Linked DNA regions of Mus musculus: all the other regions are linked to region 3. Evidence: chromatin contacts called from public promoter capture Hi-C data. All regions are on one chromosome and are shown on one strand. Each heading gives the region's core, a stretch centred on a gene start, on an enhancer-like site or on the middle of the called end of the contact. The rest is flanking DNA. Distances are from core to core; before and after follow the strand shown.

Region 1 (3,720 bases), core at 1,016-3,515, 2.8 Mb after region 3:
GCTAGGTCGTAGGTGGAGTTTGAGTTTGCAGTGAGTCTCCCAAGCTGGTCAGGGCTGAGCTGGCTCACTGGTAGGTGCGGGCCATGATGATATCCAACACCTTCAACCTGATCTTGGGCTTCGTTGCGGTGGTGATAGAGGTGATGAAGACAGCCTTGGGAACTGCCTCTATGGACTCCTCCCAGGTACTGGTAAATGAAGGCGGAAGGGCAGAAGAAAACAGGGGCTATACCCACAAAAGCATCCTCACCCTACGACCTGCAGTCGACAGGGTTGCTGGTGCTGGAGCTGAGCGCGGAGGCCTTCACCCTAGCGGGAGTGCTGGTCTCCACATATGCCCTGTTCTTGCTGAGCCAGAGGAAGCCTGGATACTTCAAGAGGTCAAGGCTGCAGTACCGGGAGCTACAGGAGGTAGGGGGTACAGGGAGGAAAGCATGAAGCAGCCAGCTTCCAGCTAACTTTTAATCTGGCTGTCCTTGTCTGTAGGCTTAAGAGCACATAGTAGGGCCGTAGGGAAGTGAAGGGCTGAAACTGATTGGCTTTCTGGCATTGGACGTTAGTTCCCTAATGATGTTTGTGAAAGAATTGGGTATTTAATGACTGGAGCTACACGCGTGCATAAACGTTAGGAAGCTGCCATAATGTACTATTGGAAAGACTGGAAAAACTGGAAGGGGGTTGCTTCTACCCGGGGTTTCCCCTTGGTTGACCCCAAAATTTGCTCGCATCTGTTTTCAGGGCCTCTCTGAGATGGAGGAGGTTTCTGGTTTGGAGAATGGTCCCGTGGTGGCTAGCACAGGAAATAGGACGGATGAGTGAGTGGGCAAGACAGGTGCCACTGTCCCCCTACGCCAAGGGGGACATCTCCAGGCACTTCTGCGTCTTGCACCTCCCTTGGACTATAACTGGACTTCCCCCAGAATGTGCCTGAAGCCCAGAGTGCCCTCAATTTCCCCTCAACCCAGGCCCATTTCTCTTCTCTTCCCCACTAGAGGGAGATAATTTCTGGACTAGAGACCTCCCTCACCTCACGCCTCGTCAAGCAGCTTCCTCCCTTGCATTCTTCGACTTCTTCCTCCCTGCCTCTCCATCCAGCTTCATTTCACATCTGCCTCCTCTCACTGTTCACCTTTCACAATCCCATCCACTCCAAGCCGGGTTGCTGCACCAGCCAACCCAGAATCCGCGTCGGTTGTGCTCCAGGTCTCCCTTGGATCCGGGTCCTGCCTAATTCACCCGAGACTACAAATCCCAGGATGCCCCGCTACCCCGTGACCTACTGCAAAATAAAGAGCCTTCCCTCGGCGGCGGGGGCGCTGTGCATCTGCTGAGTGACGCCAGGCGCTGGGAGCAAGGCCTAGCCGAGTTTTCCTCGGACGCGACCACTGGCCCCGCGTGCGGGGAGGCGCCGGGAGGGCCGTCGCGCACAGAGGCGCCGCCACCGCGGCCAGGTCACCGCCACCGGCTGCGGGTCTCTAGCCCTCGTGCCCGCAGCTGCCGGTACTGACAAAGGCTGGGGGTCGGCGCCGGGCCAAGCCGCGCTTCCCCTGGTGCTGCCGCCGCGCCCCTCGCGCGAGTGCCCAGGTTCAAAGTCCTGAGACTTGGAGCGCGCGCGAGAAGGGGGTTGGAGATGATGAGTCAGAGGCGCCGGCCCTCCTCGCCCCCTCCCCCCCGGGCCGGGAGCTGGAGAGGACAGGCTGGCTGGGCAGGCGGGGGTACCGACCTAAGACTTTCCCGCCTCTAGCGAGCACGCTGGTGGACCGAGCCCGCGTGGCCGCCACCCTTTCCAAGGCGGGAGCAGGACTGCGCAGGCTCAGCCTTTCGGCCGCCCCCGGCGGGCCTTTGATCCCTGCAGCGGTACGGTCGCTGAAGCTCTTTTTGTACTGTGCCCACACCACTTATGACCTCTGCAAGTGTACAAAGATGATAGACTCGGTTGGTTTGGGGGAGCGGAGAAAGCCCAGGAAAACGGTGGATCCCAATAGCACCGGGGAGAGGGGGGACAGCTTAGTAGCTGCTAAAAAGTAGAGATTGACTAGGCCTAAGAGAACTCACCCCAAATTCACATAGTGCCCGGGATGGGTGTTCGCCTCACATTCATTTTTGTTCCCACTTGAGAAGGCTTCTTTTCCCTAGAGAATGCTGCTTCTCCGGGCTCAGGCAAGCCCAGGTACCAGTGAGGCTAGAGCGCAGCCTGGCTGGCTTGCCTTGACATTGCAGTGGCGCCAGCTGCAGATCCTTTCTGTTTGTGACACCTTGGGAGTGGTAATAGTCGCCCTATGACAAAGTTACGTGTGAGTATTAGTGGGTGGAGACAGATCTGGGATCAGGCTCTGGAATGGAGAGAACGCAATCCGGGCCTCCTCCATGTTTTCTCTTCCCCCAATCAAACTGCAGGGATAGTGAAGGGCTCTGAGAAAAGAATATTTTTCTTCAAAGTCAGGACGTAGTGGCCAAAGAAACTATAAAGAGAAAACAGCAATTAGCTGTCTTCCAGCTTTTACCGCGGTAATCGGAAACCTGGATATTGCATTCTGCATCTTAAGAGAAACTCAAGGACCGTATAAATGGGTCTCTTAACAATGCTGAACACTCAGGGCCAAAACCTCTGGTTTTATTTCTCATTACTTTGTGTCCAGAATAACCGACAAGGGCCTTTGTTCATTGTAAATTATTAAGATCCTAAGATGCTGGAGGCTCAATTTTTTTTCCTTTTCTTTTCTTTCCTTTTCTTTTCTTTTCTTTTCTTTTCTTTTCTTTTCTTTTCTTTTCTAAAAGGCAGGGTCTCACATGTATCTTTGCCTGCCTGGAACTTGCCATGTAGACCTTGATCCACATGCCTGTAAGTGCTGGAGTTAAAGGCACGTGCCACTCACCATGCTTGACTGAGCCTTACTGTATGAAGACCCTACTGTGTCACCATAAGTTTGCCTCCCCCACTACATCGTGAACTAAGTGTGAAGAATTGTTTATGAATTCTGCAGTGCTGCTCGCCAAATGGATACATGTTAACTTCCATCACAATTGGTTGGCCAAATTAAGTCGTAAAGCCTCACTCAGTTTCCTGGGGAAGATACTATAGAATATGAGGGGGAGCAAACAATTTAAGGAAAAGGTTGGAAATTTGTGGTGAAGCTTGAATGGCTCCGCAGTTGGGATTTGTCTACTAGCAACCATGCCTATTTCTCCTTGTTTAGTTCAGTGAGCTTCCGTGTGAAATTCTTAGTGGGAGAAAAACAAGACCAGGCGTCAGGAGACCTAGATTCTGGCTCTGTTGCTTGAGCGCATAAGATCTGTCTGAACTACACTTCATTTGCATGGCCATTACACCATGCTTCTTCTGCTTATCTTACTGAATCATATGGCGAAAATAGAGTCATGCACAAGACCTCTAAAATGATGAGGCCCTTGAGAGGTGGAAAATAAATTGTCTAAGAAGGCAGATAATGGTGTAAGTGAGTGAACTAGATTGCCTGTGAAGTGAGAACTGCTGGGAACTCAGCAGTACACACTGCTAAATGGATGTCTGTCCTCAACTCCACCAGCTACTGCCGTGGGCAGCTCTGGCTCCGGTAGTGCCATGGTTTCCGGATTTGAATAGAAGTCAGAAATTTAGAACACTCTTATTTTAAGTATTAATAATAAAAAAAATGTTTTTTTTAATTCAAGGGTCAGATTCAGCCTATAGTTCAGTAGACTGAAGTGTCAAGTTCTGCATTA
Region 2 (3,677 bases), core at 1,153-3,652, 2.4 Mb before region 3:
GATAGTTCAGCCTGACTAACCTTTGAGAGCGTGAGATCAGAGGCACCATATGAGGAAGCCATGCAGGAACAGCTACGCTTTCCCTAGTTCACGGTTTCGCACTGGCAGCTCTGCTATTCTGTGAAATGTATGAAAACTTATTTAAAACTTTGCGAAGTCACTGTACTTAAAGAGCCCACTATCCTAGTCACATGTCAGAAGGTAGAAGCTTAAATACTGGATGACACTTGAACTATGTACCCTCATTGAGGCTCTCATATACTTTTCGATGCCCAATAGTGGATTTGTAGCGGGTGGTAACTAGTTCCCTATGTCTATAGCAACATCATCTAAGGAAGCAGACTTACATTGCCAGACGTGGTAGCGCACGCCTTTAATCCCAGCACTTGGGAGGCAGAGTCAGGCAGATTTCTGAGTTCAAGGCCAGCCTGGTCTACAAAGTAAGTTCCAGGACAGCCAGGGCTATACAGAGAAACCCTGTCTCAAAAAACCAAAACAAACAAACAAAACAAATAAAAAACAAAAAAAAGCAAACAAATAAAAAAGACAGTACCTGTAAAGTAGCATTTCTTGCTTAGTTATTCTAACTTAATCTTCGATTTTGGATATGAGCAACCAATATGGACAGCATGAGTCTAAAATTGTTCACTGACTACAGAAAATCCCAGAGGGTCTCCATGTTATTTTGTGCACTGTACTAGCCTGCTTTATGTGTCAGCTTGACACAAGTTAGAGTCATCAGAGAGGAAGGAGTCTCAGTTGAGGATATCTGCTATGAGGCATTTTCTCAAGTAGTGATCAATGGAGGAGAGCCCAGCTCATGGTGGGTGGTGCCATCCCTGGGCTGGTGGTCCTGCCTGCTATAAGAAAACAGGCTGAGCAAGCCAGGGGAAGGAAGCCAGTAAGCAGCCCTCCTCCATGGCCTCTGCATCAGCTCCTGCTTCCAAGTTCCTGCCCTGTGTGAATTCCTATCTTGACTTCCTTCAATAATGAACAGCAATGTGCAAGTGTAAGCTAAATTAACCCTTTCTTCCCCCACTTGCTTTTTGGTCATGGTGTTTCGTTGCAGCAAGAGAAACCCTAACTAAGACATGCATTGACCTGGCTAAGCCAGGTGCTCAGATATTTAGAAAAACACTATTGTGAATATTAGGGGATGTAATTTACATTTAAGTTGGTAGACTTTGGGTAAAGCAGATTGTCTTCCAAGTTGGAAGCCTGGATATTACAAAAGCTAAGATTCTCTTAACACAAGGAGGATTCTTTAGCTTATGGTTTTCACAGTTAATTTACAGCACAGACTCTTCCTGGCCCCCACAACACTCTGCCTTTGAACTTGAACTTTGATCTGATCTTCTGAGTCAACAGCCACTAACCTCTCACTAGATTTTGAACTCACCAGCATTCCGAAGTCATTTCTTTTACACACACACACACACACACACACACACACACACACACACACACACAACTTCTATTTCTCCGAAGGATCGTGACTAATGCTATTTCTAAGTCAAATCGTGCTGTCTTCTTTCCCTAACTACTAGCCCTGTGCCCACTGACTTTGACATAAGGGTAAAAGAGGAAACTTCTGCTTTTCTCAAATTCCATGATACTATTGCTCCAGGTGACTTTCTTTCCCAAAGCCAGCTAAATGAAGACTGAAAATGGAAGGTGGGGGGGGGGGGGCAGGGGAGTTAATGGAGAGAAGATTCACCAATAAAGAGCGTGTCCTCTCAGAGAGGACCCTAGTTCAGTTCCTTGCGCCCATGTAGCAGGCTCAGAACAGTCTTATATTGGCGCTGATTAAGCCTGACAAGGTCGACCCCACCCCCAACCCCCATATCATTTTATCTCCTTTTCATACAATATTAGCACATTCCTACTTGGTGAACAGGAAGACTGATCTACACATTAACTTATGTACATCCTGGAACATCCAGAACATACAGAACATCCAATGTCAAGTATGCCTATGCTCTTTATTTAGTATTCTCCAAAGTATCTACATGACTAGATATGACAGCAATGTCAGTTTTCCCAGGGACACCTCCTATGCAAGGCTCTCCTCCACCAATTACCACGCCCTGAAAGTTAAAACAATTTAAAAGAAAATGCTCCCTATCCTGGTATCATTCAGAAATTAAGTCCAGAAAGTCTCCAAAGCGCTGGACTTGTGAGGAACCACTTCGCCTCGCTCCGCCTCTCGCCACGTCCACGCCCTCAACTGGCGGAGGGGCGGAGCCCTCCAAGCCAATCCCCTTTCTTCCGGGCCCTCCTTCCGCGCGTCTTTCAAAGACTTCCTCTGAACCAATGAGTAGTCAGAGGCTGAGCAAGGCCCCGGAGTAAGAAACAGAGCGAGGATATGATTGGTTTCTGGAACGCCCCGCGCCACCTCCTACGTGGGCGGACCAATGGACTGACGGGGGCGGGCTCTTCGCGGGCGGTGTCCTAAAGGCTGCGAGGGCGGCGGCACTGGTTACGGCGAGTGGCGACCCGCGATGAAGCCGGTGAGTGGGGCTGTCCGGGACCCGAAGGATCCTCGCCACGGGGCCAGACGCTGGACCGCCTCGGCTGCGTTGCTGGGCGGCCAGCGGTGCGATTCGCACAGTAACCGCCCTGCGCGTCGGGGAGGCTGAGTGGCAGATCTGTGGCACTGCGGTTCGCTGCCCACCTGAGGGGCCTCACGACGACCCTGCCAGAGAGGGCCAAGCCATTCAGCTTGACAGCTCAGATGCAGAGGCTGTCACGGCCGGGGTTGTGGGTGGCTTGATGCCTCAGATGCAGAGGCTGTAACGACCCCGTTTGTGAGTGACATCACGATAGCCACCCTCCCTCAGAAAGCTCAGGGCACTGCGTCTTGTTTCCTGCAGGTCAGAATCCCTGGGCCTGAGGAAGGCAGGGACGTCTAAGCCTGTTAGCATTTATCCACAGCAGGCTGAGAGGGGTGGAGTGAAAAGTCACACAAGCTTAAAATCTGGTTTTATAGGAGAAAGAAAAGGGGTCTTAGCCATGACTTGGAAGCCCCACCTGACATATCGTTTCTACCTCATAGCTGACACTCCACTTAAAGGCTTCATTTGGGTTCCGTTGTGTTTTATACCAAAGAGCAATCCAAAGAAACCGCAATCTATAATTTCAGCCAGTTATCACCTGTTCCTCCAGCAAGACCTTTCTAGAAGAGCTTGAAAGCCAAGCAGTCAGGTGGTTACTCTTGCAAGTCTTGTGTCCACTGTGTCAGCTGCCTACCGACTGCATTGTTGCCAGAGGAAGAGTGAGCTATCTGACCTCTGGTATAGAGGAACTGAACACACGTAGAGCTCGCTATTTCCTCCTCTCTTGAGATCTACCTCCTCTGGCAAGCACAAGTGAGTCCTCTGTAGTCCACTGCTGCCTGGGAAGGGGTAGATCTGGATGGATGTGGGAATCACACAGCCGCAGTCTACTTTCTCCTTTTGACATTCTTTAAAACTAATATTTTTGTATACACGTGTTGTTCAAATGTCTGATCTCAGATGGTTCCAATTAGGGAGTGGAAAGGGTTTTTTGTTTGTTTGTTTGTTTGTTTTTGTTTTTGTTTTAGAAAGGGGATGAGCAGTGTCCACTGGCTTTGTCTCTTCTGGGTCATCTCTACTGAATACACAATCCTCCACCCTTCCACCCATATTGTGTTTTCT
Region 3 (3,919 bases), core at 1,311-3,810:
AGAAACTCAACTTTTCCAAAATGGTCTTAGGTAGGGTTTCTACTGCTGCAATGAAACCCTGGGGCCTAAAAGCAAGCCGGGGAGGATGTTTGGCTCATGCTTCCATTTCATTGTTCATCATCAAAGGAAGTCAGGTCAGGAACTCAATCAGGCCAGGAACCTGGAGGCAGGAGCTGATGCGGAGGCCATGGAGGTGTGCTGCTTACTGGCTCGCTCCTCATGGCTTGCTCAGCTTGCTCTCTTTCAGATGCCAGGACCACCAGCCCAGGAATGGCACTACCCACAATGGGCCGGTCCCTCCCACATCAATCACTAAGAAAATACCTTACAGCCAGATTTTAAGGAGGCATTTTCTCAATGGAGGTTCCCTCCTTTCTCTTAACTCTAGCTTATGTCAAGTTAAGGCTAGGTAGCACACATAACAAATGGTTATTTTATAGTGAATAATTGTGGGAGTAATTTTCAGAGGAGTCATAGGAGCTACAAGAGAACCAATAGCAATATTTCTTTCTGTTTTTGAAAACAATAGCATACTTTAACAGTAGTAGGCTTTATTTTAATCTAGGACAGTGAGATGGCTAAATTGCCATGCAAGTGAACTCTATTGAGTTCAAAGTCCTCAGAACATACGTAAATGCTGGGTGGGTGTGATGGATCGTGTAATTCCAGCTTGAGCAGGTGGGAAAGAAGGATCTTTGGAGCAATCTGCTTTGAAAAACTAGCTCTACTGGGGAGCTTCAGGTTCAACTTCGAGAGCTCACCTCAAAGAACAAGGCACATAAGCAATGGAGGAGGATTTCTAACATCCGTGTCAAGCATCCTCAGGCCTGAACATACCTGTACACGTGTGTTCACACACACACACACACACACACTCACCAACATACACAGGCACACACGTTGGCACACACATCATACAGAGAAAAAAAAAGCAAAGTAGCTTATTTAGTCATTCTCAAATTTATAGCTACTTAATTATTTCTTCCATATTACTGAGAAAACTGAAATATATATGTGTTTTCATGCCTGTTTATACAGGAATGTACTTTTGTAAGACACGAACTCATAAAAGTCGTAGTGTATAGAGGGCACTTTGTACAATACTTGGTAGATACTTACACATTTTATCATCTTTAGAGGCTGAGTCTCTCTGTTTGAGCTGGTGGTGTCCTTTAATAGTCTTAGTGAAAAGGATTGTCACCCTCGTGTCTCAAACCATGCCACAGTGCAGGTTAATCTCACTTGAAATTTATTTTTATTTTTACTTAGTATTTATTTTTAGAAACAGTTTTGCTATGCAGCCCAGGCTTCCTTTGAATTCCATAGCTTTTTACTTTTGCCTTCTGAGTACTTGGATTCCAGACATGTGCTGACTACTGCAGCTCACTTTTTTTTTTTTTCAGTTTAGATTATGGCACAAAGTTGCAAACACCTGTCATAAAAGCCTATCTCTGAAAACATGAATCTTGGGCATACCTGACTAGCTCTATAAATCAGTTGAAATAAATAAAAAAGCTATCTAACACATTTTATTCTTTTTAAACTTGTTATGGGTGTTTGCCTGTATGTAGGCGTATCTGTGCACATTCCTGATGCCCTTGGAGGCCAGAAAAGGCTGTAGCCTCCCTTTGACCTGGGATTACAGACAGTTGTGAACTGCCATTTGGGTGCTGGGAATCTAACCCTAGTGTTCCTTACTGCTGACTCATCTCTTCAGCTCCTACAAGTTAATAAGTAACTTGATTAGTATGCGTGTGAGTTACTCAACTCTCAGATCAGATATGCAGAAAACTACCAGCTGTGGATTAGAGCAGAGGTAACCCACACGCTCAAAGTTTTTACACCTGCTTAGCATATCACATGGGAGGATCCCGTGAACTCTTACCAGGTGCTTCCCAACCTAACACAATTACAACCACAAATCAGGAGTACGCTTGTTAGCCGCCACCATCTCTGTCGCTTCCCCCAGTTGTTGCCTTTCGTTGTCCGGCACCTGTTTGTCACATTTATGCCTTCAATCTTTGGGGTGGAGGAATGGGGCAACAAGACTACTAGCCATTCTTTTGTCCCAACGGGGTAGGTAAAGGTTCTTCTTCTTCTTTTTTTTAAATTGCAAAATGCTATCTTCACAGCTCAATGTTTTAAATTCCCTCTAATTCGCGGTCCAGGCCGGGATTTGCTGCCTTTGTAGCCGGCGCTCCCTGCCCCACGCGCCAGGTCAGAGCAAAAGTTGTAACAGTACAGCTGCATAAAGGCACTAGAGGTTGGATGTCAACAGCCAGCAGCTCCCAGGGCACCTAGCCCTGCCCACCCGGGGAGGCTGCGGGGCGAGTTCCGCAGGAACCTCTGGAACCCCAGGCTAGAGCCCCACCCCCGGCACGCGGCCTCCCGGAAGCCCTCCGGAGACACCTCGGGCCCCGCCCCTGCACAGGTCACCTCCCTCCACGCCCCCTTTTCTGGCCCGGCAGCCGGCAGGCAGGGAAGTGTCGTAAAGCTTGGCCCAGGAAACTTTACCCGGGGTAACAGGCGAGGCGCTTTACGGCGGCGGCGGCGGCCGGGTGAGAGGCTCGGCAGCGGCGGCGACAGCGGTGGCGGTGGTGGCGGCGGAGCGGCCGCGGCGGTGAAGGCGACTGCGGCGCGGCGGTGGCTGAGGGAGAGGAGCGGCGGAAACGGCGGCGGGGAGCGGCGCGGGGTGAGCCGCGAGGAGGGGCGGGTGGGAGGCGGTGACACGGCCGGCGGCGGGGCTCGGGCGGCCAGGGACGGTGGCCGGCGCGGCGGCGTGGGGGCGGCGCGGCGTTGGGGACACTCGGTGAGGGACGGTTTCTGCCTTTGTTCCCCCCGCCTCGGCCGCCCCCGGCCCGCCAGTCCGCGCTGCCTGGCGCCGGTCGGCCGCCTCTCATGGCCTCCTCTCTCGGCTGTGTCGCTTCTAGGATGGCGGAGGTACCGCCTGGGCCTAGCAGCCTCCTCCCACCACCAGCGCCTGCGGCCCCAGCGGCGGCGGAGCTCCGCTGCCCGTTCCCGGCGGGGGCCGCGCTCGCTTGCTGCAGCGAGGACGAGGAGGACGACGAGGAGCACGAAGGCGGCTGCGGGAGCCCAGCGGGCGGCGAGGCGGCGACCTCGGCCAAGGCGCGTTCTTGCCTTCGCTGCCCGCAGCTGCCTCCGGAGCAGCAGCAGCAGCAGCTCAACGGCTTGATCGGCCCAGAACTGCGACACCTCCGGGCCGCGGCGACCCTCAAGAGTAAGGTTCTGAGTGCAGCGGAGGCGGCCGCCCCCGACGGGGCCTCCAAAGTGACTGCCACAAAAGGAGCCGAGGGACACCCGGGGGAGAGACCTCCCCACTCGGTCCCCAACAATGCAAGAACTGCACTCCCCGGCCGGTCAGAGGCAGCGGCGGCGGCGGCGGGGGCGGCGAGCGACCCCGCTGCGGCCCGAAATGGACTGGTGGAGGGCACCGAGCAGCAGGAGGAGGAGGAGATGGACGAGCAGGTGCGGCTGCTGTCTTCGTCTCTGACCACCGGCTGCAGTTTAAGGAGCTCCCAGGGCAGGGAGGCCGAGCCCGGGGAGGATCGGACGATACGATACGTCCGATATGAATCTGAGCTCCAAATGCCTGATATCATGAGACTGATCACCAAAGATCTGTCTGAACCCTACTCCATTTATACGTATAGATATTTTATCCACAACTGGCCACAGCTGTGTTTCTTGGTAAGTGGATGGAATGAAAACAGGGTGAGCCCAGCAGAGATCCAGGCCACTCGGGGCAGGGAGTGTGAGGGCCCGGAGTGTGGCCGTGGATGTATCCTTCATTTTCATAGTACCTTACAGATGGGAGGCGCGAAGGTGCGCACTTTTCCCAGGTATTCCGTGGAACTGTGTGGAAGGTAAGAGCTCGTGATCTGGGTTATCTTGTGACTTT
Region 4 (4,059 bases), core at 1,296-3,795, 2.4 Mb before region 3:
AGTAATAGAAAAAAAAAACACTAAAATTTTTTAATGTACAGAACTCAACAAAATAGATTTTTCTCGAAAACCAAAAGAGCAAACAAAAAAAAAGGATTTCCTTTGTTACCAATTTCTAACACAATAAATGTTAAAAATTATAAATGTGTAGTTTGAAGGAGATAAGCTTTGATCAATTATGAATATTAACAGTCAGGTACATCATATTGTGTGGGATACATTCCTAAGTCTACTTTAGTAACAGAAAACTCAAGAATCATAACTGCAATACTTGTATTTAGCTGGTTAAATTTGACTCAAATAAATAACATATTAGCATATAGCCATCTCTGAAGGCAGGACTTCATGTAACTCAGAATCAAATGCAGAAGGAATTCAGGATCCTGTCACTATGGCCCCAGTGCTGGGATCACATGTACACCCCATGCCCAGTTTATGCAGTTTATGCGGTGGGACTTATGCAGTACTAAGAAGTGTAGGGTTTTGTGCATGTTAGGCAGGTACTTGGCCAAGTGGGCACACCCCTAGTCAAAACTAACTTTTAAGTTGAACAGTTTCTTTCAGCTGGTACCTAGGGATCTTTTGAGTAAAAAGATTGCTGAATGGTTTTCTAATAATGCACAACAGACATATACTTAAAATAATTTTCCCCAAAGTACAGTAATTATCTGAACTAAGGAACCTCTAAATCTAAAAGCTCTCCACTAATCTGTGGCACAACTTTCTTTAATCCTATAACAGGACTTAAAATTATCTATTTCACCTTGACACATTCCTTTCTAATAAAGTAACCCATTTTAAAAAAAATTGCAGGTGTTTCTTTTTTTTTTTTTTTTCTTTTTGGTTTTTCGAGACAGGGTTTCTCTGTATAGTCCTGGCTGTCCTGGAACTCAACTTTGTAGACCAGGCTGGCCTCGAACTCAAATCCGCCTGCCTCTGCCTCCCGAGTGCTGGGATTAAAGGCCTGCGCGACCACGCCCGGCTGTTTCTTAAGCCAAACACAGAATGTGGAAAACGTGGGGAAGTGCCCAGCTCTCTTCCACTAATCTCCACCATTCCAGAGGACATTTATAAAAAGAGCAAATGACTTAAAGTTACAGATGGAAAGGAGCCAGACACTCCACTTTCATTGGAAACAACAATGGGGCCAGCTCGAAAGCTATCCATCTTCCTGTTCTTCCTCCAAAGAGCAGAAGATGCTCTTCCAATCTTAGTTAAAACTAATGAGCGTTGTGTGAAGTAGCAGTTATTTCTGACAAAGTGAACACCGGACCCCAGCATTCCCCATCCACAGGCAAATAGGCTCTAAATACAATCACACTCCTTAGCAAGAAGGACCCTTGGTATCTATCTACCTACTTCGGAGACTTCTGCAACCATTTAATCTGCTGCCATTTAATCACGCACAGGATGGTGATGAAACCTGACTTAGTATTTACACGAGGTTGAACTCGCCCCATCATTCAAATTATGCCATTATTCCAGAAAGTACTGGGAGGATAGAAACAAATGAGCTCAACTTTTGAGAATTGCTGATCTCCCAGAGAGCTCTTTCAGTGGTGCTAAGCGGTAGAGACACTCAAAAGTCTGTCTCAATAGAACTGTCACCAGGGACAGAGCACAGTAAGAATGCACGTCCACCCTGCAAGGACATATGAGGAGCCAAAAGTTTCTGAGGATTTTCAAAATCAAATTAAAACTCCCTCTACTAAATCATGCAGCCCATACCACAGAGGTGGCTTGGGAGGCTGTCTCCTGAAAAAGCTCTCGCGATCCAAAGTATGACTTCAGGGGAAAACTCGGAGATGTGGCCAACGAAGTAATCAATCCAAGCTGCCTCAAAGTTCACCAGGAACTCGTCTCTCAACCACCGTGTTCTACTAGAAAATCGCCCATCGAGTGCTGCAAAGCAGAGTTGGAAATGGAGCTAAAGTAACTTATAATATCCGATTTTGGCCGTGCTCCGAGGAAGCCTTAAAAGGAAATCGGTAATTCAAGGATAAAAATTAGGAAAACTTCACGCCGAGAGTCACCGCTCGGTGCGCACTGGGCATCCATCGAGACGGGGGACGCGGACAAGCCGTGCGCGCGGGCCCGGCGTAGACACGGAGCCGCCCGCCTGCCCGCCCCGCCCAGCCCTGCTCGCGAATAGCGGAGCGCGGCCTGGGCCCGCACGCGGCGGCGTGGACACCGGGACCCCGCACGCCATGCCCTCCGGACCCCGGCCCGGGAGCGCGCAGCGTCCACGGCCCTAGCAGCCAGGCCACGTCCTGGCGCGCGCCGGCAGCTGGGGCCCCACGCAGCCCCGGGCCGGGAGCTGCAAGAGGCTGCGCCGTCGCTCGCCCTCTTTCCCCCTGCCCCGGCTACTCACGTGCCAGATGGCGAAGAAGATGAGCGCGGCGGTGAGCAGCAGCGCCAGCATATAGCAGAAGGCCGCGAAAGTGAACGCCATGGCCGGGGAGGAGCTGCCGGGCGCGCCGGGGCCAGCGGAGAAAGGCGGCGCACGGCCCTCTGGGTAAAACCATTCACTTCCCCCGGCCTCAGCCTCCACTGCCGCCGCGGCCTCCTCCCGGCGCGCTTGCGCAGAGGGCCGCCCGCGCGAGCACCCCCTGATGGTCGGAGTTTGCGTGGCTCTTCTGTTGTCTGCACAGTTGATTTTGTCCTTCATTCTGTAGTTTACTCTTTGGATAGCCATTAAATGAATGTCTAGCTTGTTCCAGAGACTAGTCTTGTGTTTGAAATGCAAAAGTAGATTTTAAAAGTGCCTGTATTGAAAGGATTTAATCTACTTCCAGGAACGAGCGACTAAACAATGTTGTTATAACGCTGTAAACTGGTACTTGTGCATGCTATGAAAGGTCACCCGGCCCTCCTGGAAGCTAATCTGAGGCTTCTATGATAAGTGCAGGAAAAGAGAAGGGAGTGCTGGCGATACAGGAAATCGGCTCAAATGAGCAAAGGGCAGAGGTGGAAAGGGAAAAAGGAAAGGAAAACGTTGTGTCTTGGGTGCAACCAGCAATGGATCTGTTAGTGGAACTTGGGTGACAGAGGTCTAAGACCTCAAACCACAGAGTAGCAAAATACGCTCAGTTCAGGAGCTCAGGCTTACACCCAGACCCCCGGCTTTTCAAACTTTATTGCTTATCACAAGATTTCAAAGATTTTGTTTTTCTCAGTGTAACCCTGTAACATAAAGACCACAGATTAGAAAGGTAGTGGTGGTGAAAAAAAAAATCAAAAACAAAGTAAAATTTCTACAAAACAGTTTTATTTTTAATGCTGGCTGCAATCTGAGAAACCAGTTCATCATCTACTAGATGCTGATGATGGAAGAAAAACTCTTCAAGGCTTTTAAGCAAGAAAGACACGATAAATTTGTGTTGAAATGTGCTCACTGGAGCAAACGGAATAGAATGTTTTAGAGGGCTATGTCCAGCCTGTCTGAGACTTTCTGCATTGGTAGACATTTGCTCTTGTGGAATACAGCCACTGGCTACTTGTGGATACAAGGTGGCTAAGATGGCTAAGGAATTGAACTTTAAATTCTGCATCACTCTAGTGGATTAACATTTATTTTAAAGTTACATTCATTGTGTGAGCACACATCCACTGTTTGGTGGTGAGTGGAAGAAACTCTGAGGCAGTGAGGGTCTGGGAGAATGTGTGCTATTTGGCTTGGGCACTAAATCCTCAGAGTCATGGGAAAATGGCAAATGCCACTACACCCCAGGCTCAAGGAAATAGCAAAACCTTTCTCTAGTCTGTGTGGATTTCCATCTCTACCATAGCCCCACCCTATTCACTGCCTGAAGACTGCTCCCTGCAGAGACTGCACCTACTAAGATTTATTAAATCTGCCTCCTGGTTCACTGAACGCAGTAACCCCTTGTACTGGCTAGTTTTCTGTCAACTTGACACAGCTGGAGTTATCACAGAGAAAGGAGTTTCAGTTGGGGAAAATGTCTTCACGAGATATCCAGCTGTAAGGCATTTTCTCAATTAGTGATCAAGGGGGAGAGGCCCCTTGTGGGTGGGGCCATCTCTGGGCTGGTAGTCTTG
Region 5 (4,171 bases), core at 1,138-3,637, 2.3 Mb before region 3:
CTGGAGCCATTTCACATTCAAGCACTATCAGTCAAGATGTGTAGGAGTGGGCGTGTCAAATGAGACCTCAGGGTCTTTGTTTTAAAGAGATATCATCCTGTCTCCAACAAAGCGGAAGGCAAGGACTGCCCCCCCCAAGAGGGGAAGAGAGAGAGAGAATAAACCTATATTGTATTTTTGGGAAGGAAGAGGAGAAGAAGGAAGAGAGGAAAGACCAAGGATGAGCAAAAGCAAAAAACCATTGATATATGTGTATAAAACAACACTCATTACTTTGTAAATTTACCTAAAATTTTATTTTAAAAAGAACAAGAAAAACAGGGCATGCCAACCCAGGACTTTTACCAGTGGAATTAGATTTTTGCTATAGAAAAGTCATTGGTGGTGGAGGAGAGAGTCACCGTGTGTGCAGAATACACAGGACAGGTCCTGCAGAGAGGGTCACCGTGTGTGCAGAATACACAGGACAGGTCCTGCAGTGAGGGACACTGTGTGCAGAGTACACAGGAGAGGTCCTGCAGAGAGGGACACTGTGTGCAGAGTACACAGGAGAGATCCTGCAGTGAGGGACACTGTGTGCAGAGTACACAGGACAGGTCCTGCAGAGAGGGTCACCGTGTGTGCAGAATACACAGGAGAGATCCTGCAGAGAGGGACACTGTGTGCAGAGTACACAGGAGAGGTCCTGCAGTAAGGGACACTGTGTGTGCAGAGTACACAGGACAGGTCCTGTGTTAGACACATATTTCAGTGGCTGTAGTAAATCCAAGCAGGAAATGGTAAAGACTTGAGCTAAATCTCCGCTCCTGTTTGTTTAGAGAGTTCCTCAGGATAAGCTAGGCTGGCTTCCCGTTCCTTTATTTCTGATTTGGAGCTGGCTCTCGTGTCTGGATTGGTGAATTGTTCTTTTCTGATTTGTATCTTCCAAAGCATTACTTTATTTATTTTTTTTCTTTTCTTGCTTCCTCTCTTCTTTACACTTTGGGAAATGTTTACTTTTCTTTCATTACATTATATTTACTATGGCCCATGCTTGCAGAGGTCTGAAGACAACTGTATTCTCCTTTTACCACGTGGTTCCAGAAGGTTCCAGTTAGGTTGTCAGGCCTGGTAGCAAGTGCCTTTAGCCATCTTGTTGGCTTACATCTTACATCTCTTTACTGTAGGTTCAGTGGGGGTTGAGTGGGGACAAAGTCATTCCTATGTATTTAATGTTACTTTACCTGCAACTTATGTTTTTGTTTCACGATAAACATCCCTTTTCGTTTTACTGTAATAAAATTGCCTTCAGATTGGCTACCTGCAATGGTGTGATTGCATCTAACACAGTATTTCTAGACTCTAGTCTCTAAAAAAAATTAAATATACATAAAGTCCTACCTCCATGATTTAGCCTAAGTAAGTAAATTAGCTTTATGGATACTCACTGCAGTGCTTGATGTGGTAGTAAAAAACATTCCAACAACCAAGCATAGCTTAAATAAACATACTTTTACAATTCAATATCTACTAATGAGAAAATTTACATAGAAACAAGCTTAAATAGCAGTACTCCAGAAAACACAAGGCTATTTGGTCAAGGTCACTGGACGAAGCTAACTCTTCTTTTTGAAGCACACATTTCCTGGTGACTTGAGAGCATGGCATGAAACCTTTCCTTAAGCGTCCTAATGTCCACTCTCCCCTTCTTCCTCAGTAACAGGATCGGATTTGTGATGGGAGGTGTTTCTCCTGTTTATGCTGTAACTAGGGATCACATTAGGGCTTAAGTAAAAGAAATATAAAAGTGGTTTTAGGAGAAACTTCCGGGAGGCTTCTTTGAGGCACTGATGACAAGAGTGAGGAAAGGAAGCAGACATTAAGCTACTTCCTGTACTAAGATCTCCTAATAAACAAACAAAAATTAGTTACTAAAACCTTCAAAGATCTGGCTAATTCTAATTGGAGAAGAAAAAAGAGGGCCGAGGGAGTACGTATGCCGATTTTCCTTTGAATAAACTTACTTTGCAAAGGTTGATAAGGTTACAAAAAATCGCTCGCGGTAGTGACCTCTTTTCGGGTTTTCCGCGACAATCCGCAAATCGAGACCATTCCTTTCGTAGACCATTCCGTCGCGCCGATGCCGGCCCTTGTCCCATTCCCAAATTTGTCTAGGGTTTGCAGGGTTTCCAGGATACCTCGTGTATCTGAGGATCTGCATTAACTTAAATTTTGGCCCCAGATGTCAGTTAGGAATTTGAGAACAGAGCCCGGCTGGCGGAATTCTCTCAGGCCACCAATCCTGGGCGCAGGGCAGGGCGGAGCTGGTCCCTCCCTGTTACGTAGCCAGTAGTCGGGACCAGACGAGGGAGGGGCGTGGCATACCTGCTATCAACCTTGTGATTGGCATTCCGTCTCCAGTGGCCGCGGCTGTCAGCTGCCCAGAAGCCTGGGCGAGTGAGGACCTACAAAGTTTGTCCGCTCCGGGGCGCCATACCGGCTCGGGTCCGGGCCAGCCGGGCTGGGCTGGGCTGAGCCCAGGAGACCCCGATGGCCGCAGTGTTCCTGGTAACGCTCTATGAATACTCGCCGCTCTTCTACATAGCGGTGGTCTTCACCTGCTTCATCGTCACCACCGGCCTGGTATTAGGATGGTGAGTGTCCAGGGCTGGGAGTGGAGGGCGCGGGGACCGCCGGCCCGGTGTGGGGTCCGCGCAGAGGGTTCGGGTGACTCCGGGAGAGCGGTCACCGCCACCGAACACACTCGGCCCAGGCCAGGCTGCTGCCCCCGTGGGATGGGACCGCAGGGGAGAACTTGGTCCTGGTGCGGGGGTCAGAGTGCGTGTCCCGAAGGCTTTGTCCCGGGCCCCGGCCTACTTTGTGCCTAGCGGGGACCGGTCACCGGCCCCGCAGGCGCGCAGACCTGACCCAAAGGAGCTTGGCTGTTTATGACCCGAACTGACCCTTGCTTGGTCCCAGATCTTTCAGAGGAACTTTTACCCGAATTCTGTATCTACCGATTGCTAATTGAATGGCTTCTTGATGCAGTCTATTTTTTTGGAAGTGATCTTTAGTTAATAAGACGTTTTTAGAAAGGAGCGAGATTTTAGGAATAAGTTATTCTGTGGGGTGGAGGCATTTTGCTTCTAGGAGAGTTACATAACCCAGGAACAATTCTTTCAGTGTTGAGTCTCCGGTATCCCTCTTGAGGAGATGCAGTTTTATCATGTTTAGGCTTATAAAACACAGCTGGTTGAAACCACGGGACTAGCCTACAGCGGTTGCTCTCTAGACTGCAGCTTTCATAGCCCCTTGAAAAGATGGTGAACCCAAATGTATTGAACAGTGGCTCTAAATGAGCAAGAACCATGGCTGGAAGTGGACCGTACAGAAAAGGACATGAGCTGTTACAGTTGGGGAACGAGTTCTCTGAAAACTATGTGAGAACGGGAATGCATTTGCAAGAAGAACAAAGCAAACAGGTTTGAGACTGAAGCGGGCTTTGTAAATCAAGCTCAAAAATACCACTTGATTACATATTCATCGTTACTTTAAAGACTTTAACAGGTCCCGGTCCGTTTCTGATAATAGGATCTCCTTTTGGAAAAAAAGAACATGTTAATATTTCCACTTGACCCCGAGTTACAGCGTAAAACTCCCATGTTGTGGACAAGATAAGATGAAGTCCAGTCTTAAGTTGTTTTCTCTTTAAGACAGGTGGTTTCCCTGTAGCATAGTATGATTGCAGTCCTGTTTCAGCATCCCAAGTGCTGGGAATATAGGGGTGTGCCACCATACGTGGATCACTCCGTGTTATTTACTATTAACCTTTCAGGTTTTAATTGCTGTCATTTACGTCAAGGAAGTTTGTAATTAGAATTAGTGTTTACCACTTTAAAAAAAAAGTAGTCTTAATACACAGTTTTTAAAGAACTACAACACTGGTATTACTCTCTTCAACCTAACTTTCCTCTCTAAGGAAATTATCTAGTTGATAATTGCACTATATGCCTTGTTAAATAGGCCACTGGGGGAAGTGGATAAAATTCATATTGCACGTAATGTGGCATCTAAGGGTAAAAGGAAGACGGGTGTGTGTGTGTGGGGGGGGGGGAAGACAGAGAGAGACAGAGACAAGGAGAGACAGGGAGACAGACTTTGGAGTCAGACAAACACAGGTTCACGCCACGTT
Region 6 (3,726 bases), core at 964-3,463, 2.7 Mb after region 3:
AGATGTTACATTCCCAATGAAAAGGAAGGATGTCTATTAGGCCATTAGCAGGAAAAAAGGAAGGCACGTCTCTATTATCAGTTTGACAGGGAACAAAGGAATGTCCTTCACAGACACCATCAAGTCTCTGATTTCGTCCCATTCCTCAGCGTTCAGTCTCATGTGGCATCCAAACTGTTGTTCTTTCATGTCTGGCTTTTTTTAAATGATATGGATGAAGTATAACAATTTAAATATAAAGTCATGTCTCTTCGAATTGCCAAAGTACATATAAAAATAGTAACATAAGTTTGTCGGTTTACTTTGATCCAGACATTATCACATTTAATCATTATAACAAGGCTTTAAAGGCATCAACTGTCACTGCTCCAGAATCAACTGACCACCAAATGCCAGACCCTAGAAGGTTATACATATCCTATACTCTGACACCTGCCCACAAAAACAACAACAACATCAACCCAATCAATCTATCAGGGCAGATCTGTAAGTGGCAGAGATATTTTATTGTTTCAGCACAAGCCAGTAATTTAACATGAAAAATAATAATAAAGTATAACAACTGCAAAGTATAGGCTGGGCATTGGTGGCACAGGCCTTCAAACTAACCACTTGAGTGACAGAGGTTGGTGGATCTACATATTGAGTTCCAGGCCAGCCAACCAGGGCTCTATGTGTGTGTGTGTGTGTGTGTGTGTGTGTGTGTGTGTGTGTGTGTGTGTGTGTGTGTGTGTGTGTGTGTGTGTGTCTGTGTCTGTGCGCGCGCGCGCGGGAGTGGGAGGGGAGGGGGAGGAAGGGGGGAGGGCGAAGCAAACTTTCAAAAGACTGCAGTAGGTAACACCTTTTCCACAGCTGTCGTACATACACACTCCCTCGAGTCTCCAGAGAGTCATTGGATAAAATCAAACCTCTACTACCCACATAAGACAAACCAAGCATCTAAGAATCCAGCTCACACAGATACCCATATATGGTCCTGTAACTTTTCTAATTGGACTGAAGACTATAGAGTACTCTTCGTCCTGTCAGCTAACTTCTGCCCCCAAGAGGCTAAAGAGGAAACCACAGCTGGGTAAAGTACTGCTGCCGGGACCCAAGAATTTACAGGTCCATGAGTCTTTTTTTTTTTTTTTTTTAAAGATGTATGAGTGCTCTGCTGCATATACATCCACAGGCCAGAAGAGGGCATCAAATCCCCTTACAGATGGTTGTGAGCCACCATGTGATTGCTAGGATTTAAACTCAGAACCTCTAGAAGAGCAATCAGTGCTCTTAACCGCTGAGCCATCTCTCCAGCCCCAGGTTTTGGGGGGTTTTGTTGTTGTTGTTGTTGTTTCCCCACACACACACTGATTAACCCTTCGAACATTTAGCTTAAAATTCTCCATTTGCATTTCAAGGACCAACAATACCCAGTACGGTGCATTGTTTAAAAATGTAACTCTGACTTTCGACTCCCTAGCACTTAATTCAGCTATCACCTATTAAGTTCATGAACTTGGGTAAATTAACCACGTGAAAAATTAAGTTAGCAACAGATGTTTGTGGAAATAAGATGGCGGGAATTCGGTGTGCTACGTGGGAAGCTCTTGATAGAAAACCTGGAGCAAACTCGCAGACAACAAATGTGAAAAAAAAGTAAGCTAATTTTTATATTTATTAATTTGCAAACTGTAATAGTTATTAGCGCTCATCGTTGACTGCCTAAATCTGATTTTTGTTATGGTCTTGTCCCGTCTCACAAAGGGAAACTAGCCACGGTTCAGAATTCTACAGCACCAAATGAAAACAAAGAAAGTCCACACTTTCCTTTTCACCTGCCTACCCCACTCTCAGCCCCACTCCTGCCCCCACCCCCGCCCAGCCCTGCCCCCGCCTCTGTCCTCCCAAGTCCCACTCCCTACCACCCCCCCACGTCCCCTTCTATCTCCCCACCCCAGTGAGACTGCTTCCCCCTCCACGCCGCCCCCATCTCCCTACTCCCCCAACCCCTCTCCCTCCTACCCCACTAGCCCCCCCTAACCCGTGAGACTGATCCCTCCCCATCACAAAACACGCCCAAGCCGGGTTGGTCTCGCCCGCAGCCACGCTCAGCATTGAGACCACGCCCCTTCTGAAGGCTAAGCCCCTCCCACGAACGGCCTTCTTCGCAGAGACGTACATAAGGTACATAAGGTCGCTTATTGGCTGTTAGCAAATACTCCCTCTTCTCATTAGTTGATACCGTCCGGGTCGAAGTTCCACGGAAGATGCTCTTAGCTGCTTGGGCTGAGGGTTACAGGCATGTGTACTTCCGTTTCCGGTGTGTCCTGAAGCCATGGCCACCGCCAGGACACCGAGATTTCTGCTGCTGTTCTGCAGATCCTGCCGCAGCCTTCGAGGACCCCAGTCCCGAGTAAGTGCATCTTCCTCTGCTGGCGGAGAACTGGGTTTCCAGAGACATCTCTCGGAGGAGGAGCGACCTCGGCGATGCCTCGGGCAGCAAGCACCTGCAACCATTCTGTTTCTTTCGCTGTCTGCAGGCATACGCCGCCCTTGTGCCCGGTGTGTCCCAGGTAGACAACGGGTCGGATTTCCTGGGGAAGAAGCCCCATCGAAAGCATCCCGGCATCCTGCATCTTCCGCACGTCCAGCTGCCGCAAGCACTGGCTGACGCCGCACAGTTAATGCTTTTTGGTGAGAAACTGCGGGAAGGGGAAGCCAGATAAAACCAAACGAGGCCAGCACGCAGCGATGACCCTTTCCATCTGTGACCACAGAGAGACCCATGCGCAGTGTAGAGAAGCAGGTGCAAGCACTCACCAACTATCTCTGGAGCCGACATTTACCTGTAGAGCCGGAGGAGTTGCAAAGACGGGCTGCGTATCTTGAGAAAAAATTCCTGGAAAAACAAGGTAGGGCTTAAAACTAAAAGGCAAACCAGATTAAAATGTCAACGAGAAATTAGGATCAAAGAATAATTTAAATCTCTCAGATAAATACTGCTGTTTCTCATTTGATGCTGTAGTAACAGCCCTACTAGATGATGCCCTGCTAAGAAGGTAGGTTGGGCCAGAGGTTGCCCTTGGAGATTGGGTAAAGGTCAGAAGTTTTGGTCTTTCGGGTTTTTTTATAAAAAATTTCCCCTCCACCGCTGCAAGTCAAAGAGATTATGACTATATTTTGATTCAGGTAAGTAAAGGCCATATGGCAGGCAGTTCAGTAAACACGAAACCCCACCTCGGATAGAAAATTATTACATTTCAGATTATTTTTAAGACTATGGACTTCATATTGTAAATTTGCCTTTTATTCTTGTATTCCCTGCACGTCCCACAGTACCTGGTTCAGGGTAGTGTCTTAGTGTTCTATTGTTGAAGAGATACCATAATCACGGCAACTCTTAGAAAAGAGAGCTTTTAACTGGGGCTGGCTTACAGTTTCAGAGGTTTAGTCGGTTGTCAGCATGACAGCATGCAGGCAGGCATGGTGCTGAAGAAATAGCTGAGAGTTCTGCATCTGCATCGGGAACTGCAGGAACAGAGCGAGACTCTGGGCTTCTCATGGCCTTTTGAAACCTCAAAGCCCACCTCCTAATCCTTTCACGTAGTGCTACTCCCTGGTGACCAAGCATTCCAGCGGATGAGCCATTGGGGAGCAAATGGGGCCATTGTCATTCAAGCCACTACTGTAGGTGTTTGTAGAAATTTGCCCAGTGGTACAGAGCTCCACACAGTCCGGAGACTT

What was found. Promoter capture Hi-C pulls out the DNA fragments that hold promoters and counts their contacts.
Region 1: a promoter capture Hi-C map of pre-B cells shows a contact between it and region 3, with 5 times the contacts expected there. The contact joins the promoter of Zfp219 here to the promoter of Naa30 in region 3. A contact is called at or near these places in 2 of 39 promoter capture datasets (hippocampal neurons and pre-B cells) and 1 of 9 other capture datasets (liver).
Region 2: a promoter capture Hi-C map of pre-B cells shows a contact between it and region 3, with 8 times the contacts expected there. The contact joins the promoter of Cdkn3 here to the promoter of Naa30 in region 3. A contact is called at or near these places in 1 of 39 promoter capture datasets (pre-B cells), 1 of 484 Hi-C or Micro-C datasets (B cells), 2 of 115 datasets of contacts at active chromatin or transcription factors (acute myeloid leukemia and astrocytes) and 2 of 9 other capture datasets (adipose tissue and liver).
Region 4: a promoter capture Hi-C map of hippocampal neurons shows a contact between it and region 3, with 2.8 times the contacts expected there. The contact joins the promoter of Cnih1 here to the promoter of Naa30 in region 3. A contact is called at or near these places in 3 of 39 promoter capture datasets (embryonic stem cells, hippocampal neurons and pre-B cells), 1 of 115 datasets of contacts at active chromatin or transcription factors (astrocytes) and 1 of 9 other capture datasets (adipose tissue).
Region 5: a contact with region 3 is called in a promoter capture Hi-C map of pre-B cells. The contact joins the promoter of Cgrrf1 here to the promoter of Naa30 in region 3. A contact is called at or near these places in 5 of 39 promoter capture datasets (the C10 cell line, the HPC-7 cell line, hippocampal neurons and 2 more), 1 of 484 Hi-C or Micro-C datasets (CD8 T cells) and 2 of 9 other capture datasets (adipose tissue and liver).
Region 6: a promoter capture Hi-C map of liver shows a contact between it and region 3, with 5 times the contacts expected there. The contact joins the promoter of Mettl17 here to the promoter of Naa30 in region 3. A contact is called at or near these places in 4 of 39 promoter capture datasets (hippocampal neurons, liver and pre-B cells), 1 of 115 datasets of contacts at active chromatin or transcription factors (astrocytes) and 1 of 9 other capture datasets (liver).

What each region holds. Positions count from the first base shown.
Region 1 is chr14:52,018,468-52,022,187 of GRCm38.p6, forward strand. It overlaps Zfp219 (zinc finger protein 219), which reads right to left and starts at 2,266. Exons shown (of 5, transcript NM_027248.2): 1 at 2,056-2,266. It overlaps Tmem253 (transmembrane protein 253), which reads left to right. Exons shown (of 7, transcript NM_001033805.3): 5 at 75-185; 6 at 265-411; 7 at 739-1,320. The coding sequence ends at 819.
Region 2 is chr14:46,758,139-46,761,815 of GRCm38.p6, forward strand. Cdkn3 (cyclin-dependent kinase inhibitor 3) reads left to right here and starts at 2,403. Exons shown (of 8, transcript NM_001360041.1): 1 at 2,403-2,510. The coding sequence starts at 2,502.
Region 3 is chr14:49,169,686-49,173,604 of GRCm38.p6, forward strand. It overlaps Naa30 (N(alpha)-acetyltransferase 30, NatC catalytic subunit), which reads left to right and starts at 2,561. Exons shown (of 5, transcript NM_027492.2): 1 at 2,561-2,692; 2 at 2,931-3,708. The coding sequence starts at 2,932.
Region 4 is chr14:46,785,812-46,789,870 of GRCm38.p6, forward strand. Cnih1 (cornichon family AMPA receptor auxiliary protein 1) reads right to left here and starts at 2,546. Exons shown (of 5, transcript NM_009919.2): 1 at 2,372-2,546. The coding sequence starts at 2,452.
Region 5 is chr14:46,829,747-46,833,917 of GRCm38.p6, forward strand. Cgrrf1 (cell growth regulator with ring finger domain 1) reads left to right here and starts at 2,388. Exons shown (of 6, transcript NM_026832.4): 1 at 2,388-2,633. The coding sequence starts at 2,530.
Region 6 is chr14:51,882,629-51,886,354 of GRCm38.p6, forward strand. It overlaps Mettl17 (methyltransferase like 17), which reads left to right and starts at 2,214. Exons shown (of 14, transcript NM_001029990.1): 1 at 2,214-2,395; 2 at 2,523-2,676; 3 at 2,760-2,894. The coding sequence starts at 2,318.